2 separate regions of the Anas platyrhynchos genome follow, and region 1 is linked to region 2. Evidence: chromatin contacts called from public Hi-C data. All regions are on one chromosome and are shown on one strand. Each heading gives the region's core, a stretch centred on a gene start, on an enhancer-like site or on the middle of the called end of the contact. The rest is flanking DNA. Distances are from core to core; before and after follow the strand shown.

Region 1 (7,108 bases), core at 2,056-4,555, 170 kb before region 2:
GCACCAGGGGAGGTTCAGGCTGGAAATGAGGAGACATTTCTGCTCAGAAAGAGCAGTCAGGCATCGGGATGGGCTGCCCAGGGAGGTGGTGGAGTCCCCATCCCTGGGGGTGTTAAGGAAAGGCTGGACATGGTGCCTGGGGACATGGCTTAGTGGGTGACATTGGTGAGAGGGGGACGGTTGGACCAGATGATCTTGGAGGCCTTTTCCAACCTTAACAATTCTGCGATTCCCTCAGGACAAGTTTTGCTCTGAGCGTTCTTTTATATATATTCTGTAAGTGTAAACAACATAATGATAATTAACCTCCCAGACTTGAGGATATTTTAGACAATGTGTTGTTTAACGTGGGAAAAATTATTCTGTTTAAAGAAATCTGATTTTAACAGATTCCTATTTTGGGATTATTGATTCCAGCATATGAATGTTCTGTTTCCACGGAAAACAAATAATCCCATGATATAAGAATAGGCAACTAAATGAAACACAGACTTCTACAACGTGGGAAATGTTGCTGAATTAGTATTGTGGTTTTGCTTAGTTTTAGATGTTTTAGGAGAAATTGATTCAAACTAATGTTCTTCAGAATAAAACTAAAGCATATGTAGTCAGACTTACTGCAAATATATTACATGAAGTAAAACGGAAGTCCTCCAGAGACCTAGCTCCAATTCAAAATTCAACAGAGTATTTAAACACATATGCAACTAAGTATACAGTCAATGTCCTAACATACTTAACATTAAGTTCACTCCTAAAAACTCTGAATGATAAACGGCAATGGAAAACAACACCTGTAAGTGTCCCTACAAATGTATTGCAAACGGGGAATAAACACAGCAAAAAAGGCACAAAAACACACCTCATTACCAAATTGTTATGTGTAATCCCTGTGGTTAGCTGACGACACAACACTTCATGAGCTTAGAAGAGCAAGCATTTAAGTAAGTTTTCCCATAAAATTCTGCATAGTATGAGCAGCTCCAAATGGGGTTTGTAAATTAAACATTCCACATCCAGCATCTCTTTAAGGTCACAAGGACACTTAAGGGAAAAGCCTCTGATATGATTTCATAATGGTTATGGACTAATGCATTTCTATAAGGAAGTTTCTTTTTAATAAAAAAAAAAAAAAGCCCGGGATGACAAAAATCAAGACACTGAATGCATGCTTCAAAAAGACTACCATTGGCAGCAGTTGTGGTTAGTATCTTGCTGACATCTACAGGTCGCTTTGTAAACCACTCAGTTTTTGCACCTTAAGAAAGCAAAAATCACATTTACAAACACCTCAGTCTACAATCAGTATGTTTGTGTACCATATTTCCCTTTTGAAGGCTAATAGAACGCTGCAGCTATTGCCCACACAAGACAAAGAACTGGAGTTTCCAAGGCTGGCACACCTCACACAAATGGTTTAATTAACAGTCTACAGATACCTTAGAATTCAAGGAAAGATGATGTAAATGAACAGAATGATACTGAGGAATTATTATTGACTGGAACTTCTGTGTTTGAAATCAAAATTACTCACAGAAATGATAAAGGCAAAATCCAATGAAGTTTTTCTCTTCATAAAGCCTAAAGATTAATAAATCCATTTTCAACTCCACTGTTGTCTTCTAGCCAAACAAAAATCAAATCCCCTAATTCCTTTATTTATCGAAACAAAAATTACAAGGAGGATAGAAGACATTCAGATGCTATTATTAGGTAAAGGTTGTATTTTTTCATATTTTTCTTCTCAGGCTTTGTCTGATAGTATTTCACATGACTTCATTGCCCACAGAACGCATCTAATTTAACTCATCTCACTGTTGTGTGCACTTATGAGTTACTACCTACCTGTCAGTAATCCTGTATCCTTTTCTTTACTTCAGTATTTACGGAAAGACTAATTAAATTGCATTAAATACCGTGTGAAGCACACAGCAAAAAACAGTAGATGGCAGTAACAAACCACAGAACAGTATCAGCCCACCACCACCCTGTGTTTTTTCAAACTTTCTTGGCAAACGTCTTAAGACAGCAAAAGAAATGGAATGAGAGCGTATTTAAAATTAGACAGAAGGCTTTCTCTTTTTTGAGCAAAATGCCAACATAAATTTGTACATAAGTACACAACATGTTGCTGAGATATTGGAGCTTCAAATGAAGCAAGGTTACCAGCTTCATGTAGGATAAAAGGCCTTTTATTTGCAGACTTTTTAGTTTAATGATAGGGCAAATTAACAGATGCTTCCTTTTCTTTGCTGAAATTAAGTAAATCAAGAAGGACACATTTTTTTAATGCTCAATTCATATTAATTTTAAAAGCACTGATCTTGTTGTTGGCACTAGCTTAGACTTTTCTAGTGCCAAATTTGGCATTGGTGACAAGAGTTCACCAAAGCTCATCTGCTCTGTGATTTCACAGAACTTGTTCCTCCCATTTCAAACTCATCCTTCCTTCTTTATCATTCTGAGGCATTCTAAGCAATCTATTTGCCAGAAGACCCAACGGTCAGCAAACGAGAGAGAGAAAAATGCTGACACCCTCATCTTCCTTATAATATTATTGTTGCAACTGGTGTGTAAGACCATATGTGTAACAACGTGTTTCTACACACACCTTGTTCCTGTGGGATGAGCCTTGTGGGACAACAGCGGGGATCACAGCTTTGGTGTCTTCAGAAAGGGGACTCAAGCTCCAAACTCTCCACCAGTGTCCTGCAATAGGTTGGGAAACTGTCAGTGTCCTGACACAGGTCAGAACCGCAGTAATACCTGAAACTTGAGGTGTATTTCTCAGAAATGGTTATTTTCTTTAGGAGTGTTTCAATTCCCCCCTCATTTTGGACACACGCTTTAGCTGGGCCTCAGAAGGAGGCACAGAATGCACCAGCGCATAACTCCTTAAAAGGAGTGGATAAAAGCAAAAACCCATGAATTTGCACACTACTCCCAACTCATCCTCTCACACGAGACCCACCTTTACCCACTAGGAACCAGAGGCTCCCATTCCCACCTCAACCTGAACGCGAGGCCGGGCTCAAACCTTCCTCCCCCCACAGCGACCACCCCTCAGGACTCCCCCTTTTCCTCAGGACACCCCCTGCCTCTGGCCCTCGTCCCTCACACCCCTGCCTCCCCTCCGTGCCTCCGGGGGCCGTTCACCCCCTTCCTCACACCTCAATTCCCCCTCTCCCTGCCTGTGAGGGGCGGGCGGGGTGAACCGAGGCTCGGGGGTTGGGGTCGGTGCCCCCCGGCTCCTCACAGCACCGGGGAGCGGCGCTGAGGCGGCAGCGCGCGGCCCAACGGCTGCCACCGCCCGCGCCGCGGCCCCACCCAGGTGGCGGCCACCCCCAGCACAGGGCGGGCCGGGCTGAGGAGAGGCGGCAGCAGCCATGGCGGACTGCGAGATGGGGTCGGTGCCTAAGGCGCTGCGACATCGAGGTAACGGCGGGGCGGTGGGAGGGGAGCACGGCCCCCTTTCGGTTTATCTGCTTCGTTTTTATTTTTAATTATTATTTTACTTTTCTTTCTTTCTTTCTTTCTTTCTTTCCCGTTTGTCGCTGAGCGAAGTTCGCAGAGCGAAGTTAGCGGCTCAGAAGAGCCTCGCCGCCCCCGGGGCAGCCCCCGCTCCCCTCAGCCCGGGCGGCCCCGCGCCCTCCCGCTCCCGGCTCCCCTCAGCGGGGCTCCGGCCGCTGAGACGCGAAGCGGAGCGGGCACACGGGAGGGGAGCCGCGGTCCCCGAGGAGCCCCAGAGGGCCGGGGGACGGCTTGTTTACCCCGTTAGTAAACCCTCTGCGCTGCATTCAACTTTCCCTTCAGTAAAAAAAAAAAAAAAAAAAAAAAAAAAAAAAAAAACCCGAACCATAGCGTTTTTGTGGCACGGTCAGGTGTCGGTGTGCTAGAGGATGTTGCCTCGCGGGTGATGCGCTCAAATGATGCAGCTGGTGGTTTTTCTCTCACCGAAAGCTGGAGCGTTTTCCTGTTATGTTCATACTGCTGAAGAGGGGTGACTTAATTTAACTTTTGTCAGCTGCAACTGGAGAAGGAAGCACATGTGTGAGATCCCCCTGTGTACAAGGGCTTTGGCTAGGCAGACCATGGTGTATAAATACCCGTAGATTTCTGTGGCCCGGTGCCTCATGGCACACGTTTTATTCTCGTATCCATGCCGAGGCCTCGCATTTCATCCCATAGCTACATTGGTTAGGATACCAAGCAGCACTTGCTCTGACCCCAGTCTCATCTGGGCTCTGCCAGCCCTTCCCTGCCTTGCTGCCAGTGTTTCTTCTGTGGTGTGCTGCGTTGTTCTGGAGGCTGAGGCTGGCCAGCAGTTATTTTTGTCATGATAAAGTATCTACAGAGCAAGTAGGCAATAGACGTAATTTCGGTTAACGAGACATGATGATTTTGGCTGTTTCCCATGTAAAAAGCTTTGAAATGCTTTGAAAAAAAAAATGATTAGTTCTCATTGAAAGCAGTAGTTGTTGTTTGCTAATTAGCAAATCCTGGAATAACTGTCACGCAATAACAGTACTGAGTCATTCTCGTACTGCCCTGGATTTCAGAGCAGCAGCGTGAAAGTGGAAGTGCCCATCTGGTGCTCCAAGCCCTGTGTGTGTTCTGTTGTGTCTGGTGGTGCTTGCTCGGCTGTGGAGGAAGGTCCTTTCCCACCACAGCACCTGGGAGTCATAAAATCATTAAGGTTGGAAAAGACCTCAGGTCCAACTGTCCCCCTGCCTCGCTATCACCCACTAGACCACGTCCCTAAGCAACAGGTCCAACCTTTCCTTAAACACCCCAGGGACTCCCCCACCTCCCTGGACAACGCAGTTGTACACATTCTTGCAATTGGACAGGGATGCCTTTGTTCCATTTGTGTGTGCTCAGGCTCTGCAGAAGGGAATAGATCTCCAGTGAAGGGCATGCCACACCTAAAGCGGTCATAGGAGAACTTCGCCCTTTCATCTCAGTTCCTGGAACTAATTGTTTGTAATAAATTGCTAATACTGTTTGATGAGTCAAGTGATGATTCCTGGATACAGCAGCAGTAACTGTTCCAGTCAGCCTTAAAGGGGTCCAAGGCTAATTCAATTAAGATGTTTTTCTTTTTTTTTTTTTCCCTTGTGGTTTATTTCCTAAAGATACATAATTTATTGCAGACTGTCCACAAATAGGATTCTTTGATAAAATTCATGTCTGAGTTTAGAGTTTCTTGATAACAAAAGAGCAAGACTATTGTTAGAGTCCGGAAAAAGTGGATAACATTTGAACTGAAGCTGTGGGGCGTGTAACTCAGCACTTGGGAGAATCAAGCAGCAAAGAAGAGAAGTTGAGAAGCTAAAGTCACTGGAAATTAAAAAAAAAAGAAAAAAAAAAAAAAGGACTGTGTGATGTTAAATAAGGTGGTTTTTTTTGTTTGTTTGTTTGTTTTTTCCCCTTGGAAGGAGTAAATTGCATCTCCCCTTTATGAGTTTAATCATATAACAGTATCAGAAATCTCACATGGGGATCTGTCAAGAAGCAGAACCCAGTTCTTTAGTGTTCCCAAGCAGAACTCCCAGTACAGAACCAATTTTCCTTATTTCTCATTCTAGCTCTCTTTTGCTGATCTTGAATTCTACAGATGCAGCTAGGAAATTAGACAGGCCTTTTTATTGTTGCTTTGCCTCGAGATCGCAAAATACACTGCAAGTCTGTCTTCAGTAGTTCTGTAGTTGTTTTGCAGACATTTTATGAAAAGAGCATCTCCCCGAGCTGTTGCTTGTCACTGCCTGCCAAAACAAAGACACATTTTATCTCCACTGAAGGGTGCCCGTATGGAATGGGTGAAAGCAAAAAGTGAAGGAGGGCTGGGAGGAAGTCTGCTGTAAGCCAGCACTTTGTGTTGTGCAAAATCTTTTTTTTTTTTTTCAGTAGGTTGGGTGATCAGGGATATGCATCATGCACAAGAGGTGCATCTGAGGCTGTGCGTTCCACCTGCATTGTCCCTGTCAGTCTCATTTTGGTGCTGTTGAACTTGCTGCTATGTAGAGTGCTGTGTTGATGGGCCTGACTGAGAGCAGCTGACAAGTGGCCAGTTGCTGAAGTTATCCAAATTCCATGCATGAGATGTTCAAGAATTGCAATAATAAGCTCATTGCATGGATTCCAAACACGCTTCCTGTATTTCATATGGTTTTTCACGAGACAGCATTTCACATGTTGTGAAATATACTGGATGATTGGACAATAATTTTTGCTCAATAAAATGTGCTTACTTGAGATCTTGAAATTGTACATTACTTGAGTTGTAACTTCCACCTTTGGGTTCATCAGGGAAGCAAATGTACAAATACTTCTTTTAGCGGTGTGGTTCAAGTATGAGCAGATAATTGGTGCAGTGAAGCTTTGATGGTAAGCTGTAGAGTAGAACTGAAGCAGGATCCTTGGCTCCTTTAGGTTTATGAAAATTAGCAAATGAAAGAGAAAAGGAAACTTTTCCTCTTTAATCAGTGTGGGCTTTTTATGGTTTTAGGTTAGCTAACACCTTGTTGCAAAGCAAGAGGTAATTTTCCCTGCAGTAGTGAGTTTATAGATGTTGCTTAATGCCAACAGCTACCTATACAGTACATATGGGTGTGAAGTATTCCAGGTAATGCATTTCTGTGGCTTCCTCAGAAGACCTGGAAATGACTCCTTTAAGCTGGAATTTCCATTACGTAACAGGAAATTGCAGGGCAGTATCTTTAGGTAACTTTCCACAGAGGAACTTTAAAGTGACACACAACATGACATGCCTCCCTGAGGGTTATTACACTGGCATGTGAAAGGGATAAGATACCAATGGCCTTCAGGTCTGAGTAACTTTGTCGAGTTGAAGATACCACGTGAGACAACAGTTACTTTCCACCGCTTCCGTATTCTGTCTTACTTGAAAGGCTCAATGGCAGAAAGGCTCACAATCTGGGAAAAAGAGGAATGGAAACTTTTATATCGGTTCCCAATTATTTTGATGACTTCTGTGACTTCAGTCAAGTGTTGCGGATCTGAATTTGCAAAGCATTTGCTATTATTTGCATTCAGGGTTATCTAATGACTCATCTGTCTCACTTCCCTCTTCATTCAAGGCTGAATT
Region 2 (6,624 bases), core at 1,588-4,087:
CTTGCAACCTCACACATGGCTGCTTCAAGCTTAGCTTGATTGTGTTGGCCAAGGAGATATTTTGGAGCAAAGGTGGTGGAGACCTGGGAAGTGTTGGCCAAGGCTAATTAAGTCAATAGCCTCAAATTATGTTTTTTTGTGGCTACTTCTATTTAGCATGAATGTGCAATATTTTATCAGCTGAACCTCCAGATGGAAACAGCACCTGGGAATTGTTTTGGGGAGCAAACGAGAGCCAGGCTGGGTCTTGAGGTCTCCGTGTGCTGCAGCCCCGCGCGGCTCGGCTGCAGGAGGCTCCTGGGCAGCTGCAGGCAGCGCACGTCGTTTCTGCAGATCCTATCTCAAAATCAGGCCCGGAGTTCATAGGCAGCTTCGTGTTTGGGTTTCCATTCAATATTCCTCGGCTTCGGTTTCCAAGACTACAAGCCAACATACAACCCCTCCTCCCACTCCTGTTTTCAAAGAAAGAAAAACACTGTGAAAAGAAGCCACCCGATTTCTGGGCAGTTTTCAAAGCGCCCTTGGAAGAAAGGCAGAGCTGGGAGCTGGGAGCTGGGAGCTGGGAGCTGGGAGCTGCTCGCCCCACACTGCCCCTGTAAACTCCTGGCCAGGACATGGCTGCAGGAGCCCCTCGGCCCCAGGGGTTTCACCCAAGCGCCTTCCCTGCCTTTGGAAGCGCGGGGTACGATGAAAGGGTTCTGGGGACAAAACGAGGGAGGGGGGGAGTAATTAACCACCAAGGCTTAATTCAAACCACTCTGCAAATGCTGTTTTTGTTTGGAGATCCAATGGCAGGGAAGGAGCCGCAGCGACCTGCCGTGGCGTGAGCCCGGCTCGTCCGAGGGAGGTGGAGGGCTGCTGGGGCTCTGCGTGAGCCCGGGCTGTGCTCCCACCTCGGGGCCTCCATTTCTGCAATTTTGCTCCCAGAATTTTGCTGCTTTGCCTTAACCAGCATCATCCCACCAAGGTCCCCACGGCCCCGACTGTGCAAAAGCGGCCACTCAGCTGTGTCCAAGCCCTGAATTGGGCTCAGTGGGGGCAGCACAGAAGAGGCCCCCACGGAGAAACCAGGAGAGATGCTCACATGTGGCTGGATTGGTGTTTGGAAACAGAGCATCCACCTCAGGTTCCTCTTTTATTCCTGTTCTTTGGGACTTTTGTTCCCAGGCAATGTTAACGTGCTCTTTCCACTGGCAGGCCCTGGGCTTGGGGTGCCCTCTCCCAGGATGAAGGGAGCTGCTGCATGCTGGAGGGGGCTTGGTGACATTGTCCCCACTTATTAACGGGGTGAGCGTGACCCAGGGCTCGATGCAGCTGTCACACCGCCCGCATTTCCAGGACACTGTGAGCATAAACCACGATGGTTGAGGAGCTCATGAGAGGATCCCTGCCCGAGCACCACCAGGAGAGCGGCTGGCAGCACGGCACTGCCCCCCTGTCCCACACCAGCCACTTTTGATCCAAACCAGCCCCAGGCACTGCAGGGAGGTGAGCAGCGGTGTTTGTCCGTGAGCAGGGTTATGGTGCAGGAGTTATTTTAATCCTGCCGTGACTCATGGCGAGCACACCATGACTCACCGCGGAGTTTGGTCGTTGGGCTGTTCTGAAGATGCGTCAGGTTCCCTGTGAAGGCACAGGATGGCGTTTCATGCAGGGAGAATGAGCTGCCAATTTTTTTGGCTGCCTAAAGCTCTGCAAACATGGGCCCAGCCTTGGGCAATTAGGATTAGGCACGGCACGGCATGGCACAGCACGGCATGGCACGGCACAGTGCGGCCAGCACGGCACAGCACATGGTGCCGCGTGGTTCCTGGCCCCCAGGAGGACAATCCAGGACTATTTGGACTATTTCTGCATTTCTTGGGAAACCCTGAGCAGTGTCCCAGGTGCACTGCAGAAGTCACGTTAGCCACTGCACCCATGTCCAGGAGCTTTAAAATGAACGTGGGCTTCATCGTGCCCCGCGCTCTGACATTGCTCACTGCCTGGGCACTTGGGGGCCTGCAGCGCTGCAGGCAGGATATTTACTTGGGAGCCAACACGGGTTTATGGCTCAAACTTTGGAAATCAGCCACCAGCACTCCTGCAGTGCCCCACATGTGGCAGAACCCCTCAGGTTCGCACAGGCACTGCCTGCCTGCTGGGCCAGGTGCTTGCAGCGCGATGCCGTTGGTTTGTGGGGAAGTTTGAGCTGCAGAAAACCAGCTCTAAGATGACCGAATTGTGCAGAGACCTTCAGGAGGCATCTTAGCACCGTGCGTGACGCGTAGGGGAGCAGCTCGTGTGCGGGGGGAGCTTTTGGCAGGTGTGCAATGAGCCCCGGCGTGGGGAAGCCGCCCTGCGGCACTGCGCGGAGCTCATTGATTACAGCAATAAAATTCGGATCCACTCCGCTTGCGCTTGGCTCTGACCCTAAATCGGGAATCAGCTTCTCTGCTGTCTGAGCAGGCCTGAAAACATTTCTGTTTTGGCAGCGCTCTCCGGCAAATAGCAAATCCTTCAGCCTCCTTCTTGGCACTGGCCGAAGCATTTTTGCAGTGATGGATTTTCTCTGCTGAGATTCAGAGAAAAGCGACCCCCGGTTCCGGGAATCCCGACAGCACGGGTCGTTCCCTGGCGCGGGCAGAGCAGCGCGGGGGGCACCCCTGCCCACCCCCTGCCCGGGGGGCTCTGGGGGTGCCCCAGGGCCCCCCAGGCGGGTGGGCGCCAGCGGAGGGGCCCCGGTTAGGGGCAGGGGGAGTGGGGACACGGCGGGGTGGCACCTGCGTGGGGCAGCTGCAGGCACCCCATGGGCTGTGCTTGCACTGGGGGGGTGCCTACAGCGGGGGGGGGGGCGCCGTGCCATGCTATAGTGTGCTGTGCCGTGCTGAGCTGTGCCATGGTGTGCGATGCCATAGTGTGCCGTGCTATAGTGTGCTGTGCCATGGTGTGCTGAGCCGTGCCATGCTGTGCAATGCCAATGTGCCGTGCTATAGTGTGCTGAGCCGTGCCGTGCCATGCTGCACTGAGCCGTGCCATGCTGTGCAATGCTATAGTGTGCTGAGCCGTGCTGTGCTGACCCTCCCGTGCTGAACCGTGCCAGCCCGAGCCGTGCCGTGCCACGCTGCGCTGTGCCATAGCGCTCCGGGCTACGATGCCCCGTGCCGCGCCGCTCCGTGCCCACCCCCCCCCCACTCCCCCCCGAGCCGTGCCCGTCCACCCCGCGCCGTGCCGAGCCGTGCCAGGCCGAGCCGAGCCCTGGGAGGCGGCGGCGGTGGAGGCGGCCCCGCGCTAATTGCATAATTGGGACGTCAATGCCCGCGGGAAGCGCGGGAAGATGGCGCCCCGCGCCCTGCCCCCGCCGCACGCCGCCGCTCCCCGTTGCGGCCCCGGCGGCCCCCGGGCGGGCGGGCGCTGACCCGGCCCGGCCCGGCCCGACGGCAGAGGGGCGGCGCGGCACCGAGCGGTAAGGGCACGGCTCGGCACGGCTCCGGGATTAATGGGGAGGGTGGGGGAGGAGGAGAGCAGCCCCGGAGGAGAGGGAAAGGGGGACGGGGCGGTGGGAGCGGGAGGGATGCGGGAGGGATGCGGGGGGAGCGGGAGGGATGCGACGGGACGGGAGCGGGAGGGAGCGGGAGGGACGGGACGGGGCTGGACGGGACGCGACGGCGCCGCAGCTCCTTTGAATGAGCCAATGGCGGCTCCTCGCCGCCGCCCGCCGCTCCCCGCCGCCGCCCGGCAGGTGCCGCCGGGGCTGGGGGAGCCTTACGGGAGGGGGGACCGGACGGGGCGGCCCCGAAAACGGCCCCCGCGTTGGGTTGGAGCTGGGGCTGGGGGCGCAGCTCGGGACCCCCCGGTTGGGCGCTGACACGCGGCGGGCGGGCGGGGGCAGCTCCGGCCCCCGGGGGGGTCCCCGAGGCTCGGCCGCTGCCGGCGCTGAACGGGTGGCACCGGGACCGCACCCCCGGGGAAGGGAGGGAGGGAAGGGGGGGGGGGGGAAGAGGCTTGGGGCTGGTTTAGGGGTGGCTCAGAGCGGGGCGAGATTTGCTGCAGGGAGGCGCAGCTGCCGGGCGCAGCCTCTTTGCCTCTTTTTTTTTTTTTTTTTTTTGCTCCAAATCTTTGCGGGGAGCGAAGCCCGGCCGCTGGGTTTCACTTGCAGGTTGGGGCTCCCGGCTCCCCCCCTCCTCCGGCTTGGGGAGCTTGTAAAACTGCAAGGAGACCGTCAAGTAAAAATCCACGTTAAGTTTAAAGCTGCAGATCCCCCAAAGGCACCCTCTGCAGGACGCGCTGCGCTCACGGAGCAGCTCGGGGCTGAGGGCGGTCGGGGTCCCTTTACCCCTGCTGGGCAGTGGCGAGGACTGAGGCTGCTCCGGCTGATTTCACAGAAATTACCCGTAGCTCAGCCCAGCTCATCCCTGTTGGCTCTGTGGGCTCCGAGCACTCCCTGCAGGGGCTGAGCCGTCCACAGGCTCGGTGCCCACAGGCAAAGCCCCCCGTGGGGCCGAGCACCTTGCCCAGCCGGTGGGTTTCTCGCATGACAGCGCGGTGACGAGCGGCTGCGTCCCCCCCCCAGGCTCTGCTGATGGAGAACAGCAAGCTCAACCCCATCATCCGCGATGTCTACGCGGCCGCTGGCCGTGTCCAGCAAGCGCCGGCCGCCACCTCCGCGCGGAGGGGGGGCAGCTGCAGGGAGCTCATGGTCAAGCTGACGGAGGGGCAGTACGTGCTGTGCCGCTGGACCGATGGGCTCTACTACCTCGGGAAGATCAAAAGGGTAAAAGGGGGTCCTCAGAAGGGGAAAGGGGGTGCCCAGAAGGGAAAGTGGGCATCCAAAGAGTAGCTGGTGCAAGCGCCATGCCCTGGGGTGGCTCGCATGGGTGCTGGCCTGTGCTGCACTGTGTCTTTGGTCATTTGGGATTTTTGGGTTGACATCCCCTGGGTATCACCCCCAAAACCTGCCTTCCTGCAGCTCTCAGTCAGGGCAGTCAGTGGGGAAAGCAGGAAAGTGCTGGTAATGGGAGTGGGGGCTCACCGATTCTCCCCACTCTGTTCCTGCAGGTGAGCGGCTCCAAGCAGAGCTGCCTCGTGACGTTTGAGGACAACTCCAAGTACTGGGTCCTCTGGAAGGACATCCAGCATGGTGAGTGCTGCCCCGTCCTCCCCTGCTGCCATCATCCCCTTCCCTGCACCCCCAGCCAGTTTTGGAGCAATGTGGGGCGCAGCAGCCTGAGTGCCACAAGCAGTTGTGCAGGGATGTGGCTGTGCCCCGCTTATCTCTGACCCTGCATCTCTCTGACCCTGCCATCCTTATTCCACAGCCGGCGTCCCCGGGGAGGAGCCCAAGTGCAACGTCTGCCTGGGGAAGACATCGGGGCCTAGGAACGAAATCCTCATCTGCGGGAAGTGCGGGCTGGGTGAGTGCGGGCACATCACCCTGCTTCTGCTGCATCCCATGCACCGTGGGTCCGGCCAGCCCGGCGGTGCTGATGCTGAGCCCTCCCGTAGGTTACCACCAGCAGTGCCACGTCCCGGTGGCAAGCGGCGGCGAGGGTCCACTGGGGACACCGTGGTTCTGTCGCCGCTGTATATTCGCCCTGGCCGTGCGGGTGAGTGGGGCTGCTGGGGGTGCTGGCTGCGTGTGCTGCCCGCTCTCGGTGGGGCAATGCAGGATGCAGCCCCCCCGAGTGGCTGTGCTGACCCCATCCCGCTCGGTCCTGCAGAAGGGGGGTGCCCTGAAGAAGGGAGCCATCGCCAAGACGCTGCAAGCCGTTAAGATGGTGCTGTCCTACAACCCCGACCTGCTGGAGTGGGACTCCCCGCACCGGACCAACCAGCAGCAGTGCTACTGCTACTGCGGGGGCCCTGGCGAGTAAGCACCCTGCCTGCCGGGAGGGCTGTCCCATGAAATTTAATGTGCAAAAACATTTGCAACACCCAGATGGGGTCAGGGTGGGGGTTTTTCCTCCGAGAGAGAAGTCCCCAGCTGGGGGACCATTCCCTGAGGCTGCCCACCCTGTGTCTGCGATCAGGAGGCACTGTTTGCCTCCACCCCTCTGGCTGCAGACAATGCCAGCCAGGGCCAAACTTCAGCTCCCTGGCTGGGGACGCCGGGGTGGTGGCTGCCACTTGTGCTGCCCTCGCTGTCACCCGGCTCCTCTCCCTCCCCAGGTGGTACCTGAAGATGCTGCAGTGCTACCGCTGCCGGCAGTGGTTCCACGAAGCCTGCACCCAGTGCCTCAGTGACCCCATGATGTTCGGAGACCGGTACGTCCTGGGGTCCTGGGGTCCCATCTGCATCTCCCCCAGCCAGCTGCGACACCAAGGCGGGTGCTACTGCAGCTCCATATTGGGGTGGGGGGAGAAGGGGTGGCCCCATCCCTCAAGTCCTGCTCCTCCTGGTCACAGTCACCCTCAGCACCCAGCACCACCCATCTCTAGGCCCCCATACGTGTGGGGACGATGCCACTGCTCCTTACATGCTCCATCCCTGCTGTTTTCCAGGTTCTATGTGTTTTTCTGCTCGGTGTGCAACCAGGGACCTGAATACATCAAGCGCCTGCCCTTGAGATGGTAAGGAACAGCCCTGGCTTCTTTGTGATGCTTTGAGGTCCTTGCTATGGGGTGGCTGTGGGGCACAGGGCTCAC

The links. Hi-C and Micro-C count contacts between places; a contact is called where the count stands out from the background.
Region 1: a contact with region 2 is called in a Hi-C map of subcutaneous adipose tissue, with 1.7 times the contacts expected there. The contact joins the promoter of DAB2IP here to the promoter of PHF19 in region 2.

The regions. Positions count from the first base shown.
Region 1 is chr18:12,135,305-12,142,412 of IASCAAS_PekinDuck_T2T, reverse strand. It overlaps DAB2IP (DAB2 interacting protein), which reads right to left and starts at 3,305. Exons shown (of 18, transcript XM_027470777.3): 1 at 3,171-3,305; 2 at 2,612-2,709. STOM (stomatin) reads left to right here and starts at 3,275. Exons shown (of 7, transcript XM_027470783.3): 1 at 3,275-3,435. The coding sequence starts at 3,387.
Region 2 is chr18:11,968,055-11,974,678 of IASCAAS_PekinDuck_T2T, reverse strand. It overlaps PHF19 (PHD finger protein 19), which reads left to right and starts at 2,837. Exons shown (of 15, transcript XM_072025233.1): 1 at 2,837-3,445; 2 at 4,553-4,753; 3 at 5,038-5,119; 4 at 5,298-5,393; 5 at 5,485-5,585; 6 at 5,700-5,848; 7 at 6,148-6,243; 8 at 6,481-6,549. The coding sequence starts at 4,562.